Regions from separate parts of the Mus musculus genome. Here regions 2 and 3 are each linked to region 1. A link is a contact called in public Hi-C and promoter capture Hi-C data. All regions are on one chromosome and are shown on one strand. Each heading gives the region's core, a stretch centred on a gene start, on an enhancer-like site or on the middle of the called end of the contact. The rest is flanking DNA. Distances are from core to core; before and after follow the strand shown.

Evidence for each region. Promoter capture Hi-C pulls out the DNA fragments that hold promoters and counts their contacts. Hi-C and Micro-C count contacts between places; a contact is called where the count stands out from the background.
Region 2: a Hi-C map of cerebral cortex shows a contact between it and region 1, with 2.1 times the contacts expected there. The contact joins the enhancer-like site here to the promoter of Rims1 in region 1. A contact is called at or near these places in 1 of 39 promoter capture datasets (liver), 3 of 484 Hi-C or Micro-C datasets (cerebral cortex, cortical neurons and embryonic stem cells), 1 of 115 datasets of contacts at active chromatin or transcription factors (forebrain) and 1 of 9 other capture datasets (adipose tissue).
Region 3: a promoter capture Hi-C map of hippocampal neurons shows a contact between it and region 1, with 7 times the contacts expected there. The contact joins the promoter of Ppp1r14bl here to the promoter of Rims1 in region 1. A contact is called at or near these places in 4 of 39 promoter capture datasets (hippocampal neurons, liver and stem cell-derived epiblast-like cells), 2 of 484 Hi-C or Micro-C datasets (cerebral cortex and embryonic stem cells), 2 of 115 datasets of contacts at active chromatin or transcription factors (forebrain and neural progenitor cells) and 1 of 9 other capture datasets (adipose tissue).

The regions. Positions count from the first base shown.
Region 1 is chr1:22,804,316-22,808,684 of GRCm38.p6, reverse strand. Rims1 (regulating synaptic membrane exocytosis 1) reads left to right here and starts at 2,527. Exons shown (of 35, transcript NM_183018.4): 1 at 2,527-3,124. The coding sequence starts at 2,961.
Region 2 is chr1:23,117,154-23,121,522 of GRCm38.p6, reverse strand. It overlaps the pseudogene Rn4.5s-ps4. Among named protein-coding and RNA genes, the nearest start is that of Gm30442, 4.7 kb to the left of the region's middle. Within about 2 kb of position 1,907, at least 19 of the 459 cell types and tissues checked have an H3K27ac peak or open chromatin away from gene starts, as enhancers often do. A contact at or near this core is called in adipose tissue, cerebral cortex and cortical neurons, where this site is marked.
Region 3 is chr1:23,100,155-23,104,523 of GRCm38.p6, reverse strand. Ppp1r14bl (protein phosphatase 1, regulatory inhibitor subunit 14B like) reads left to right here and starts at 2,271. Exons shown (of 1, transcript NM_025746.2): 1 at 2,271-4,051. The coding sequence starts at 2,293. The coding sequence ends at 2,754.

The sequences.
Region 1 (4,369 bases), core at 1,278-3,777:
CAGCTTTCAAAACCTCCCAAATATAAATTCCCATTACATAAGCCACTCTACTAATGCTATTTTATTATAGCAACCAAAGTAAATTAAATCGCCATTATTAATTGTTTATTGAGTCCTTGCTGTTGAGAATTTTCCTCAGTCAGTTCCCATCTATACTGAGGCTCTGTTTGTATTTCAGAAGAATTTTAGGAGAACCAACTTGACTACAAACCTCCTAACAGCAAGGCCTTTGTCCCTGGTCTTTTCAAATGTCCAGTTTGACTCCACAAAAATGGGCATCTGGCAGAATGACTGAGCTGTCAATATTACAGCTTCCTTCAGTGTCCTAATAACAGAGATAAACATTTTACTTGGGGGGAGAGCTTGAAATTAAAAAAAGCATACAAAGTGTTTTTCCCCCAGATGACGACTTAATGTGCGTCTTATTTAATACTCACCATCCATCTGAGGTAAGAGCCTCTGCTCTATTTCACACAGATGCAAGGGATGTTATTTAGCCAGGGTCAAGATCGTCTTGAATAGAGCCAGAATTCCAACTCAGGTTCCTTCCTTCCTTCCTTCCTTCCTTCCTTCCTTCCTTCCTTCCTTCCTTCCTCCCTCCCTCCCTCCCTCCCTCCCTCCCTCCCTCCCTCCCTCCCTCCCTTCCTTCCTTCCTTCCTTCCTTCCTCTTTCCCTCCCCCCTCTTTCATCTTCTTAAATATGTGATCTGTGAAGAGAAGAAAGTATAATTTTTTTAATGATGAAAAGATGCTGATCAGAGTGTTCTATCAACTGCTTTAATTAGAGAAAAGAGAAAATCTGGCTAGATATCAGTACCTATGGGAAAAAAATCAGTGGAAATTTAGAGGACTGCACAGTTATTTCAGTGACAATCTCTTAAGTGACACAACTATAAAAATGTACAGTGTTGTATGGTATAAACATGATGATTACAAAGCCATAATAAATACTCACATACTGAAGATTGTTCTTGGTTATAACCCTCTTGATAGTTATTTTATAAGGGAGAGAAAGAGATGGGTGTGGAGGGGAAGTAGGGGGACTAGCTGTGTCCAAAGTGAGACAACAGGAATGGCCAGATATTGAACGTTACTAGATGATAAGTGGCTAGGTTTACTCTGGAGATGCCTGAAGCAGACATGGCAACTGTTTCAAATAATTCAAAAAAATTCTGCTTAGTGGAGAGATTGAGTCTTAAGGACCAAGTTACTACTGTAGGTAGTGAGCATTTAATTACTAAGAAGTTTCACATATATATCTCCACATAAAAACTGCATTTACTGGCAAAATCAATTGAACTGTAAGGTCTTTAAATGTGAAGCTTTTAGCATCGTATAACCCCCCCATCCTTGCCCCCCCCATGTTAACAAAGTTAAGGCTGAAGGGGGAAAATAGGTACTATCTTGCTTCTGGAACTACAGAAAGAATTCCCTGGAGAGAAAACCCATCCTATCTCGCATCATTGCTATGAGATCCTTACTGGGAAATGGCTCAATTTGAGCCAGTCTCTCTATTGATCCTTTTATAATTGCATTACCAAAATTCAGTCTCCAGGTTTCAAAGGCGATAATATTACGTATTTTGAAAGAATTGTCTATTAATTTTCCCCCCTTTATCACTGAGAGAAGCTCACCCTTTAATGCCTATCATCGTACCAGGCACTGAGCAGACGCTTTTAAATCCAATAGGATATGGGTGGGTGTTTTCCTTATCGTGCTATCGTGGTGTTGTTGGAGAAGTACCCACGGAGGCTGAGAAGTGAGTGCATGATGATAGCGAACATCACTGGAGGAATTAGAGTAGATAATCCATTTCCAAGCACCAGTGAAGTGCAGTTATGCAGTCTGATGGGGCTACCCAGTGCCCCAAATGGCAAATTAAAGAGTTACTGTGTGGTGGGGCATCTTGAGGGGAAAATGAGGATACATAGCAGAACAATTCTAGCGAGAACCCATCAAGAAAAAGATTGCATTGAAGGGTACAATGCTAATTCGGGTTGCTGGATGTGTGTATGTTGTGTGTGTGTGCACCAAAATTATCTAGGAACCCACACACAACTGTGGCTGTGCACACTTGCCGAGTAAAGCAGAAAGACATGGTGGCAGGAAGGGGAAAATAGACCTAGAGGGTGTACCATCCTGCTGTTCTAAACCCTGTGGGTGCTCTAAAAGCATCAATGATGAAGACTGTGGCGAGGATGAAGATGATTAAAGCAACCCATGGGAAAATAGGGCTGGGGAGGATGACATGGACCAGGACCTGGGAGAGGGAGGATGACTCAGGGTGAGGGGTACCTTGGGAGAGATCAGTGGAGTATGCACGTCGGCGAGCGTGGGGCGGGGGGAATGGCCAGGGCACGCGTGGCTCGGACCCGGGGAGTGGGTGGGTGGTGCCCGTGGGCGGAGCGGCTCCGGGACTGAGTGGCTGGCAGCTTATGTCTGCGAGAGCAGCAGCATCACCCGGGAGCGAAGCTCCGAGACTCCGCCTAACTGACACCCAAACTCTCCCTCTCCCTCCCGCAGCCCCAAACTGGAGGCAGCGGAGCCCGCGAGCAAGCAGCGTCGGGCGGCCCCGGCCCGGCCCCGCCCCCGGCCCGCCAGCCCAGCCCGCGCCCGGCCGCCGTGCTCCGGAGCTCAGCGCCAGCCCTCGCCCTCTCGCCGAGCCTCCGCCTGCCCGCCCCCGCCGGCCGAGGCTGGGCTGCGGGAGGCGGCCAGGCGGCCCCGAGCCTCGCCAGGGCGACCCAAACAAAGGCAGCATCCGGGCTCGGCGGGAGGCAGAGCATCATGAGAGACTGGGTCCTCGCTGTCCCCGGCTCCGCTGCTGCTGCCGCTGCCGCCGCCGCTGCCGCCGCCGGGAGGGCTTCGCTGTGAGCGTGGAAAGCAGGGGCGCAGCTGCGGGGCGTGAATCCGAAAGGTGAGAGCCAGAGCCAGCGAGCCGAGGGGGCGGGCAGGCCACGAAAAATGTCCTCGGCCGTGGGGCCCCGAGGTCCTCGCCCACCCACGGTGCCTCCCCCTATGCAAGAACTGCCCGACCTGAGCCACCTGACCGAGGAGGAGAGGAACATTATCATGGCAGTGATGGACCGGCAGAAGGAAGAGGAGGAAAAAGAAGAGGCCATGCTCAAGTAAGCACCCCCCAACCCCCCAGGGCACGCCATCCATCCCTCGGTGGTGCCTCCATCCATCCATTCACTACTCACTCACCAGGTCCTCTGGGTTGAGTGTGGGGGAGGGGCTGACGAGGGAGCAGGGGTGAGGGCAGAGGTGCCCACCTTGGGGCTAGGGGCCCCTCCTCGGGATTGAGCAGGGTAGAAGTCTGGGAGTCCGGAGAAAGGAGAGGACCCCACAAAGCCAAAAACCTAGGACCCCAGGAAGATGGCTTGAGCCAGGAGTGCCCAGGAGGACTGAGTGGACAGGGGGACCACCGTGGGGTGAGATATGCAGCGCCAAGTGAAGCTGATCCCACCCAATGGTAGGAGCTCTGGGCTGAGGGCAGATTAGGGACCAGGGCATGAGTGGAGAAAAGGGTGGAGGTAGAGATGGTGAGGGCAGCTCCTCCTTGGAGTTGTTGAGCACATCTGAGTTACAACAGTGAAGGGTGCTTGCTGGTATTTATATAATAAAAAGGCTTATTTTTAGTGTTTGTTTTGGTGCTCATTCATTTTACAATGCAAAGGTTGGGTCTTTTTTGGGCAGTTGCCATCTTTGGTAACCTGCATTCCCAGCTTCCCTTTAACCTTTGATTCTGAGGCTTCTACACAGAATAACTGTATGAAGACACATTTTCTTATCCGCATGCAAGGCCACTGGCAGTACAAAGTTTTTTTGGTAATGACAGCAGCTGATTGGTAACTCTGGCCTGAAATAAAATAAGGGTTTCTCATTACTGGCTTCTAAGAGACCTCTGGGGCCTTCCCATTTCCCAAAGGAAGCAGTCGGGGATTAAATATCTACACATGCCCTGTTTACAGAACCCATCAGCCCTTTAGGGGACCCGTGCCTGGTGCCCCCATTTTCCTGGGCATGAGGAGGGGATGGGGTTGACTATTGGTAGTGCAGGAGTCTGTGAGACTGTACTACCCTTTGCTTCAGAACTGCTTGCAAGGACTGCCATACATGCTGGCCTTGGCTTCTTAGCCTCTCCGGTGGCGTGAAGTAGAAGGGGATTTCAACTCTGTCTTCCCTTTAGTAAAGTTTTCCTCTCTGGGGTGGTGGAATGTAGACTCCCTGACTGGTACCAATGTCTTGGTATCCTCTGCTTATGCAGAAGGTGGATTTGGGGCAAGCAAATGACATGAAGAGCCAAAGGGAACCTGTTGCATCTAGAGTTAGCTGGTTGCAGGGAAGTCTAGAGAGGGAGCAGGGGGTGA
Region 2 (4,369 bases), core at 658-3,157, 310 kb before region 1:
GGTAGGAGACAAAGGGTTAAAGAACACATCATACTCTCTTGCAGATGTAAATGCTTTTCTGAAATCAGTTCTAAAACTGAATTGATGGTTTGGGTGTGGTGGGACAATATTTGTTGAGATGTGCTATAACTGTAAATTTAACCACTGTTAATTCTCCTCAATTAATACTCTTAAAAAACATATAAGAAAGTTTCTAAGAGCTCAAATATATATCTCTGAGAAAAGGCACAGTACAGAATGTCTCAAGGAAGAATGACATCATTTCAATGAAACTTTTGAAGCATTTTGACATTTTGAAGCTAAGAGCTCATGAAAGGTCAAAGGATCAAAAATTAATTCTAAATAAAGGTTGGCTTATGCATTTTAAGGCAGGCCAGCTTATGTAACATGTACTGTGGCCACTCGGGGCTGCTAGTGGTGTGGTGTTGGCCCTGCCAAAGGAACAACTTCTGTCTGTGTTTACTCAGACACTTTCATAATACGATCTCGTCTCCTGGATTCCCAGTTCCCTCCTAATTCCTAATTCTCAGTCTTTGTACTGCCCTAGGACTTTCCAAAGCACCACCGTATTATAGTATGTCTGCTTTGTAGCCTTTTTACTCCTTACTCCTACCTGTCCAATGTAAATATGTTTCCAACATTTAAAAAAAGGCAAAGGAAACTGACATTTTCAGTCAAAAGCAAATTATAAGAGACAAATTTTATTTTTCTCACTTGAGTAACAAAAAGCACAACAAATGAAACTGTGGCTCTTGGGATACTGGACATGGGGGATGGGACACACTGTTAAATGTAAGAGAGTGAACCTGGAGGTTCACATGTCTGCATCTTGACAGACCCTGGAGAGGGATTCCTGGTCAGAGGCACACATCTGCACTGTGTCAGTTCTGGGAGAAAGCAGCCAAGTCATGGGTGAGGGCAGTGTTCAGGGATAGCCCTGAGTTGTGAAGCTTGGGCCACATGTCCATAGAGTAAAAGGTGCTGGGGAGAATCCCGCATGGGAGAATCCTGTGCACAGAAGGAGCTCCGCCGGTACTCAGAGGCATCACTGTACTCAACTAAGCAACCACTAAAGAAAAGAACATGAAAACTAAATGAAAGTGGCTAGCAGTCACACTGGCCATGGATAGAGCAATTTCTACATGACATTAGAAAACTATATAACTAGTAAATAAATGGACTCTTTTCTTGTGGTGAACAATTCATTCTATTCTGAGCAATGCTCCATTTCCTTCTGATATATCTTTTTTTGTTGGTTATTTTATTTATTTACATTTCAAAAGTTGTCTCCCTTCCTGGTCTCCCTCCACAATCCCCCCATCCTATTCCCCCTCCCCTTTGTCTCTATGAGAGTGCTCTTCCACCCACACACTCACTCCCCGCTCACCCATCAGAGCAACAACTGGAGTAAAATGTTAATATGGCACTTATGCCCATATTATAATAGAAGCTAAGAATGTTTATAATAATACAATACTGCTCATAGGGCAAGGCAATATATGAGACATAACATAACGTATAACAGCCAGTATTGTATATCATCTTGAAGGGCTGTATTTCCAGCTGGTTAGGCCAATGGTTCTATGCTATACCAAAATCGAATTATGTAATTATATAAATTTGACAGTGAAAGGCAATATGTAGATTAGCTATTAACATTTTTAAATATGCTGAAGGAGGCAAGTGCAGGTTTTGTACAATAATTCATGCTTCAGATGCCTGAGCTTCATTCCAGGTGTCAGGACAGACCCTGGGCACTGAGTGGACTGCAGGAATACAAAGGACCTCCCTCTGCCCCTCGTCTCTCCCTCTCGGTCCTTACCCCCATTTTCTTCCTCTCTCCTGCACTGCATCGTATGGACTGAGTGTAGTATTTCAGTGAACATTAGCTCACCAGATCTCTATTTCTGGCTCCTTTTGTAAGCTGCTGCACAGTCTGGCTTCTGTGAGACATGAGGATTTGGGCTAGTTCACTAAGTGTTTGGTTCTCTCGTGTTACATAAGGTGTAATCTCAACATGCTGTTTTCTACTTTTTTTTTAATGAACCAGTGACACCTGCTTCTCTGCCCTCTGAAACAATCTGTAGATATTGACCAGTTTTCCTCTCATAGAAACTTCTATTATTCATCTATCTATCTATCTATCTATCTATCTATCTATCTATCTACCATGATTATATCCATCAGTCCTTTTATATACTTGTAGGTTTCTATATCCTTAGCATCTGCAGATTCACCCAATCTCAAATGAAAAAAAAATTTTTAAAAATTCATACTGTAGAACACTTTACTTATAAACCAGTCAGCATGGCAGTGTTTTGTATAGCACTTACATTAAAATTGATATTAACAGTAATCTGGAGATGAGTTAAAGTATTCAGGGAGATTTGCACAGGTTGTTTGCCTTCTTACAGAGAAGCACGCGTACCTCTCTCTCCCCAGTGGTCCTGAGACTCCATCCCTACCCTAGTGCACAAGTATCCTGGGATGGCTCCACCTGTGTGCTTAGCAACAGCACTGATAATCCTCGTTTCCTTTTATCAGGCTCTTCAGCTGTCGTGTTCTTCCATTCCTTTTAGCTTTATCTCTTTCAGTTTTATTTTGAACTTTCATTTACATATAAATAAGACTTGAACATATTGAAAACTTGATTTTCAATAAATGCAGTGTTACTAATGTGTTTTTAGACTGAAGGCACCGTAATGGTGCAAAGGTGCGTCATATATTGCATGAAATACAGCAACTTGGAAATGTACACAGGACACACAAAGAATACCAACATGTTGTCACACCAAGGCAGAGTGCTGAGCGGGAGTTTCAATAGCAACAACTTGTGGTTTGGTTTCCCTCTTTGCCACTAACCTACTGTAAATGATTTAATGTTGTGTTTCAGTTGCACTTGTAGAAGGAGCTCAGTAGCAAACCTGTTCAAGCTGCAAGGTAGGTTGTCGCTGCACAACTTTAGAATAAATGAACCATGGAGCTAGTAACCCTGCAAACACCCTGAATCCTTTAGTATTATATTGGGGGTTAACCACTTATTTTATTCAAAGATAGATCATTCATTCATTTAGCCCCATATTAGGGATGCCAATGAAAACATATGCAAAGAAAAATTTACTTAAATACCCCAGATAAGCAATGAGAAAGTGATTTGTGCTTTGTCATTGGTGTTGAGTTCTAGAAAGTAGAAAGTCTCAAAAACAAACAAAAACCAAAACCAACACAAAGCAGTTTTGCTGTTTGGGTGGCAACCTGCACAGAGGAAGTGCTGCTCTGTGGCAAATTTGCTGAAGTGGCAATTAAGAATTAATCTCCACATGTTAAAAGCCATACAGAAACCTCAGATAATATTCAACCTTTCCAAAGACACTTCTTCAGATTATGTGCATCACTTTTTGGATGACAGAATAATTTACTTTGCAAACAGGGGTCTTCTGAGAGTGAAACGAAGATTACTAGTCATTCTAGCTAACAAGAGTAAACTTACTATCTTGGGAAATTGTGAATGGTGCATTGAGTGGGAAATAAAAGGTTATTTTGTTCTTGTTTTGCTTTGAGATAGGGCCTCATTATGCAGAGCTGCCTTGCCTGGACTTCACTATGTAAACCAGACTGGATTTAAAGAAAAATGGCAGATTTTTTTTTTCAATCTAGCTATTCTTATAAGCTGGCAAGATAGCCTGTTATCTAATATGTATGTATCCATAAATACGTAAATGCATATATTTACATATACATTTGTGTGTACAAATACAGAAACTCATATTATCAGAATACAAAACTTCTGGGTGGACCAGGAAATGAGTCTTCTATTTTAATCACGAAGTATTTCAAGTCAGTTTCCTGTGCCAAGCACTTCCCACATGGGAATGCTGTAAGAATGCAGAAGGGCTGCACAGGAAGTGTAAGAAAGGAATGTCACACTGGAAAGCTCAGAACTTGTAAAGGGCATCTGGTGTGTTTGTCTACCCTCTTTTCTGTGTGTGTGCCGGGGGAGTGGGGTGGGGAGGGGGATGGGAGTGCCATCAAGATGTATTGTATTCATGTATGAAATCTTCAAATAAAAAAATGCTGGAGCTGGAGAGATGGCTCAACAGTTAAGAGACTGGCTGCTCCTCCAGAGTTCATGAGTTCAATTCTCAGCAACCACATGGTGGCTCAAACCATCCATAGTGGAATCTGATGCCCTCTTCTGGCATGGAGGTATAGATGTAGATAGAGCATTAATATACATTAAATACATACATGCATACATACATACATACATACATCTTTGCTGGTTGTGGTGAAGCACACTGGTAGGATTTGCTGAAGGAGGCAGAGGCAGGAGGATCATGAGTCTGAGGCCAGCCTGGGCTACGCATAG
Region 3 (4,369 bases), core at 1,022-3,521, 300 kb before region 1:
TCTCTCTCTCTCTCTCTCTCTCTCTCTCTCTCTCTCTCTCTCTCCCTCTCTCTCTCTCTCTCCCTTCCTCTCTCCCTCCCTCTCTCCTTCTACTCCTCCTTTCCCTTCCCACTCACTGTACAAGATAGGTTATAAATAAACCATTCAGGGATTTGCAGAGAGCATTCTAACTATCCATGTATTTCAAATCATTTCAATCACAGAGCCTCATATATGCTTCACCTGCATGCTTGACATACAAAATTACACATCTTTATTGGATACAACATTTTTTTCTTTTTTTTTTTTACTGATTACTCTTTTTTTTTTAATTACGTATTTTCCTCAATTACATTTCCAATGCTATTGGATACAACATTTTTTTTAATATAAATATCTTGTCTTTTTATTTTAATTAGGTATTTTCTTCATTTACATTTCCAATGCTACCCCAAAAGTCCCCCAAGCCCTCCCCCCAATCCCCTACCCCCACTCCCACTTCTTGGCCCTGGCGTTCCCCTGTACTGGGGCATATAAAGTTTGCATGAACAATGGGCCTCTCTTTCCACTGATGGCTAACTATGCCATCTTCTGATACATATGCAGCTAGAGACACAAGCTCCGGGAGGTACTGGTTAGTTCATATTGTTGTTCCACCTATAGGGTTGCAGACCCACAACATTTTTTAAAAATATATATGCATCATAAAATGTCAAGCGAGCTGACAGGCACTCACTTCCATGCTTACTCACGTTGAGAACATGTGTAGGTCCTCTCAGTGACTTTCAAGTGTACAGTCCATTATTGATAACTGAAGTAACCAGGCTGTACAATGACTGTCTCTTCAGTTTGGATGTTGAGAAAGATTTCCTATAGGCCTAAGATGTTATCTTATGACATCTTTAGCTTTTAGATTGGTGGATGCCAGTAGCATAAAAAGTTAATAAAGTTCTAAATGGTTTTATCTATGAGTCACACGATGTTAATTCCAACACAGAGGTAGGCAACAACTAGCTGTTCCAGAAGGCTAGAGATAGCCCAAGATAAAGTATCTAGCCTTTGTACCTGCAGAGTTACAGCATGGAAATTCTAATCAGCCAATCAGTCTCTGCACAGTAGAGGACCAGGTTGGGGGTCCATCACACGAGAAGATGTTCAAGAGTCTGAAAGAGTTTCAGGCCTTGTGCAAGGAAAGTAGAATTTATTCTCCTAATGTCCACATTGAGAGAGTAGAGAGGGGAAGGCAGGTCTAAGGAAATAGGACCAAGGTCGCTGACCTTCCCAATCACACAGCAAAATATGTTTTCTTTTATTTCTGGCCCAAACATGTATTGAAAAAGCTCTAAGGACATTTCTGGGTAAGGAGCTTCTAAAAGCACAATGGGGCCTGGAGATTCTGCTAAATAATACAGTTACTTGTTCTGTTTGCAGCCCTTCTGTGTGGGATTTTGCCATCTGGAAAGCTGGATTTCCAGGAGGTAGGGAACTTGGTTTTTATGAGCCCGTGAGAAAAGAAGAGATGGTGGCCAGGCCTGTGGGGTACCAGAACTGTGTGACACAGAAACTATCTGAGAACTACTGTGAGAGATGAGCTTCGGGGAGGTATAGGAATGACAGAAGAGTGTTGGACCTCCTAGAGTTCCTAGTACAATCACGTCCATTTTATGTTAGCACTCAGCAGCCCAGCAATTCTGCCGTGGCTGAGGGTGCAACCTGATCCACCTACTCCACATGGTGGGCAGCGTCAGATGCAGGAGCAACACGGAAGTGCTCTCTGTTTTTGATCAGAATCCAAGACTTGCCATCACAGGTATCCAGGCTGATTGGGGTTCTTGATAGTTTTCTATTTCAAACCTGCAGCAATTCTTTGTCTACTGTTAATACTCTCTAACATTCATAACTTTTTGAGAAAGTTATAGGATGTCCAGGGCCTACCTATCTACCTCCTCAAACTCTTTTTCAAATTGACCTTTAGTTTTTGATGCTTTTAAATTCTTAAAAGTCTTTGCTGGATCTTTGAATACACTCATGGCATCCTGTTTTTGCTATCAGCTTGTATAACTTACTGTTGATGATGATGATAATGTTGAACAAGAACAACTGCACGCAGTATAGCATTTATACTTCGTTTATGGTATTCATTTGGCAATCCCCCTAGTAGGGAACATCATGAACCACACTAGGGCAGCTGCTCCCCAGGGCCAGAGCTTGAAGCCACGAGCCAACCTGAGCCAGTGGTCAGCCGGGGAGGAGGAGTGGGGGTGGGGTCCAGGAGGCAGCTGCGCAGGCTCATACGTGGCCCCAGCGGCCGCCATGGCGGACAGCGGCCCCTCGGGGGGGCCAGCTTTGACTGATCCAGGCCCCGAGCCAGGCAGTGCCAACACAGGGCCCCGAGTCTACTTCGAGAGTCCCCCTGGGACCCCAGGCGAAACCCCTGGCCCCGGGAACAACCCGGATAAAGATGACCAGGTGAGACGGCCACATAGGCCAGATAAGATCATCGTCAAGTACGACCGCAAGGAGCTACGGAAGCGCCTCAACCTGGACGACTGGATCTTAGAACAGCTCACTGGTCTCTACGACTGCAAGGAAGAGGAAATCCCAGAGCTCGAGATCGATGTGGACGAACTCTTAGACATGGAAAGCGACGATACCCGGGCTGCTAGAGTCAAGGAGCTGTTAGTTGACTGTTACAAACCCACTGAGGCCTTCATCAATGACCTGCTAGACAGGATCCGGGGCATGCAGAAGCTGACCATACCCCTGAAGAACTAAAAAGGTACTGACTCGGATGACCGTGGCTCCCGCAGGACAATCGCTGTCCCCCAGTCTCCTAGCAATAGCGATACTGGGAGACCCTGCAGCCAAGCCTGGTGCCATGAGCAGGGATCCTCTTGTCCCTGCCTAGGGGCCACTTCCCCGCCCTCAGTTTTCCATTTTGGCTTTTTAATTTTACTTTTAAAAATAATTGTTATTAAACTGATGGGACTTTAAAAACGAAGAACTATACTAGGACCGTAAGTAGAGAATTGTAACTTTGGTAATTAACATACTTTTCCCCTGATCTCTGTGAGTCACATCACCTGAAACTGCTGAGTTGGACATCATCAGCAATGTGCGGTCCTTTTTCTAAGTGAAGCCTCCTCCAATTTCTCTAGGGATTAAGGAGTAATACATTTTAAAAGTATGACTGTCAACAAGCGAATCATACCCGTAAAAATGCTAATTTCATTTGTTTGGTTGATCTATCAATTGAGTAGATTTGTAAAATGAGTCTATGGCGCGATGGTAGAAAATGCTGAAGGACAGTTATACTCTTGTCTTCAGGGAGCAAAGCCTAGTGACATGCGACCAGGGGAGAAAGTACACACGCAGAAGAGGGAGGACGTAGAACGAAGGACTTGGGGCTGCTGTCACCCCTTCTTTTCTCTGAAGGGGGAGTTCAAGTCATACCCCTTCCCACCTCAGAGGATGGAGAACCAAGAAATCGACCCTTCCAGGACCCGGAGCTTTTCCAAGGCACTTCCTGCTAGGCCTAACTTCCACCAGGCAGCCTCGCCTAGTTCAGTGCCTGGCTAGTAATCTCCAGCTGGCTTTGAGGCTTGGCCCATCATTTCCCAATCCACAGCAAGGACCTGTGCTCAAGCCAGGATATCGTCCCAGGCTTGCTGGAGTTAGTAATGTACCAACGTTTCAGCACAGCCTGGAGCTTTTAAAGACATTGAAGCTGTTTTCCCTCTTGCTATGGAGACACGGGAATTGGTATCCTAAATCTTTGGGTTTGAATTCCGTTCTCATCACTAGCTCAGCAAGTCCAGACAAGTCACATAACCGTTTCAAGCCTCTGTTTTGCTCCTGTTAAATGGCAACAATAAAAGCAACTCATACAGTGAGAAGTTACCTCCAGCACACCAAGAGCTAGCTACGATTCCATTTCTTCTCTGTTTCCCCCCTGCCTCTTTCTTACAAATATGTTACTTTTGGCTCATTTTCTTCACTGAATGGGGACAAGGAAGATAGTAATAAAAATGTACATTTACAGTTGTTTAAAAATAAAATTAATAAGCCGAAACATGTTAAACAAGATCCATGATATTAAATACTTGGTATTGTTCTAATAGATAATTACATTCATTGGTGTTCAGATCTGGAGCCTTGACTTTGGAAGCAGAGAAATAGAGCCTCTCTTTTATTTTTCTCTAGACACCAAAAGGTAAAGAAAAACTCCATCCAGAACTACCATACCCTTCAAGATATTCACTATCAACTTCCAATCCCCATTCTGGTCTCATCCCCTATACACTTTTTGTTGGAGCAAAGGAATATATAGAGATGTTTGCTTTGTCATTAAGTGGGGCCTAAAAGGCACTCAGGAGACATCTGAGCATCT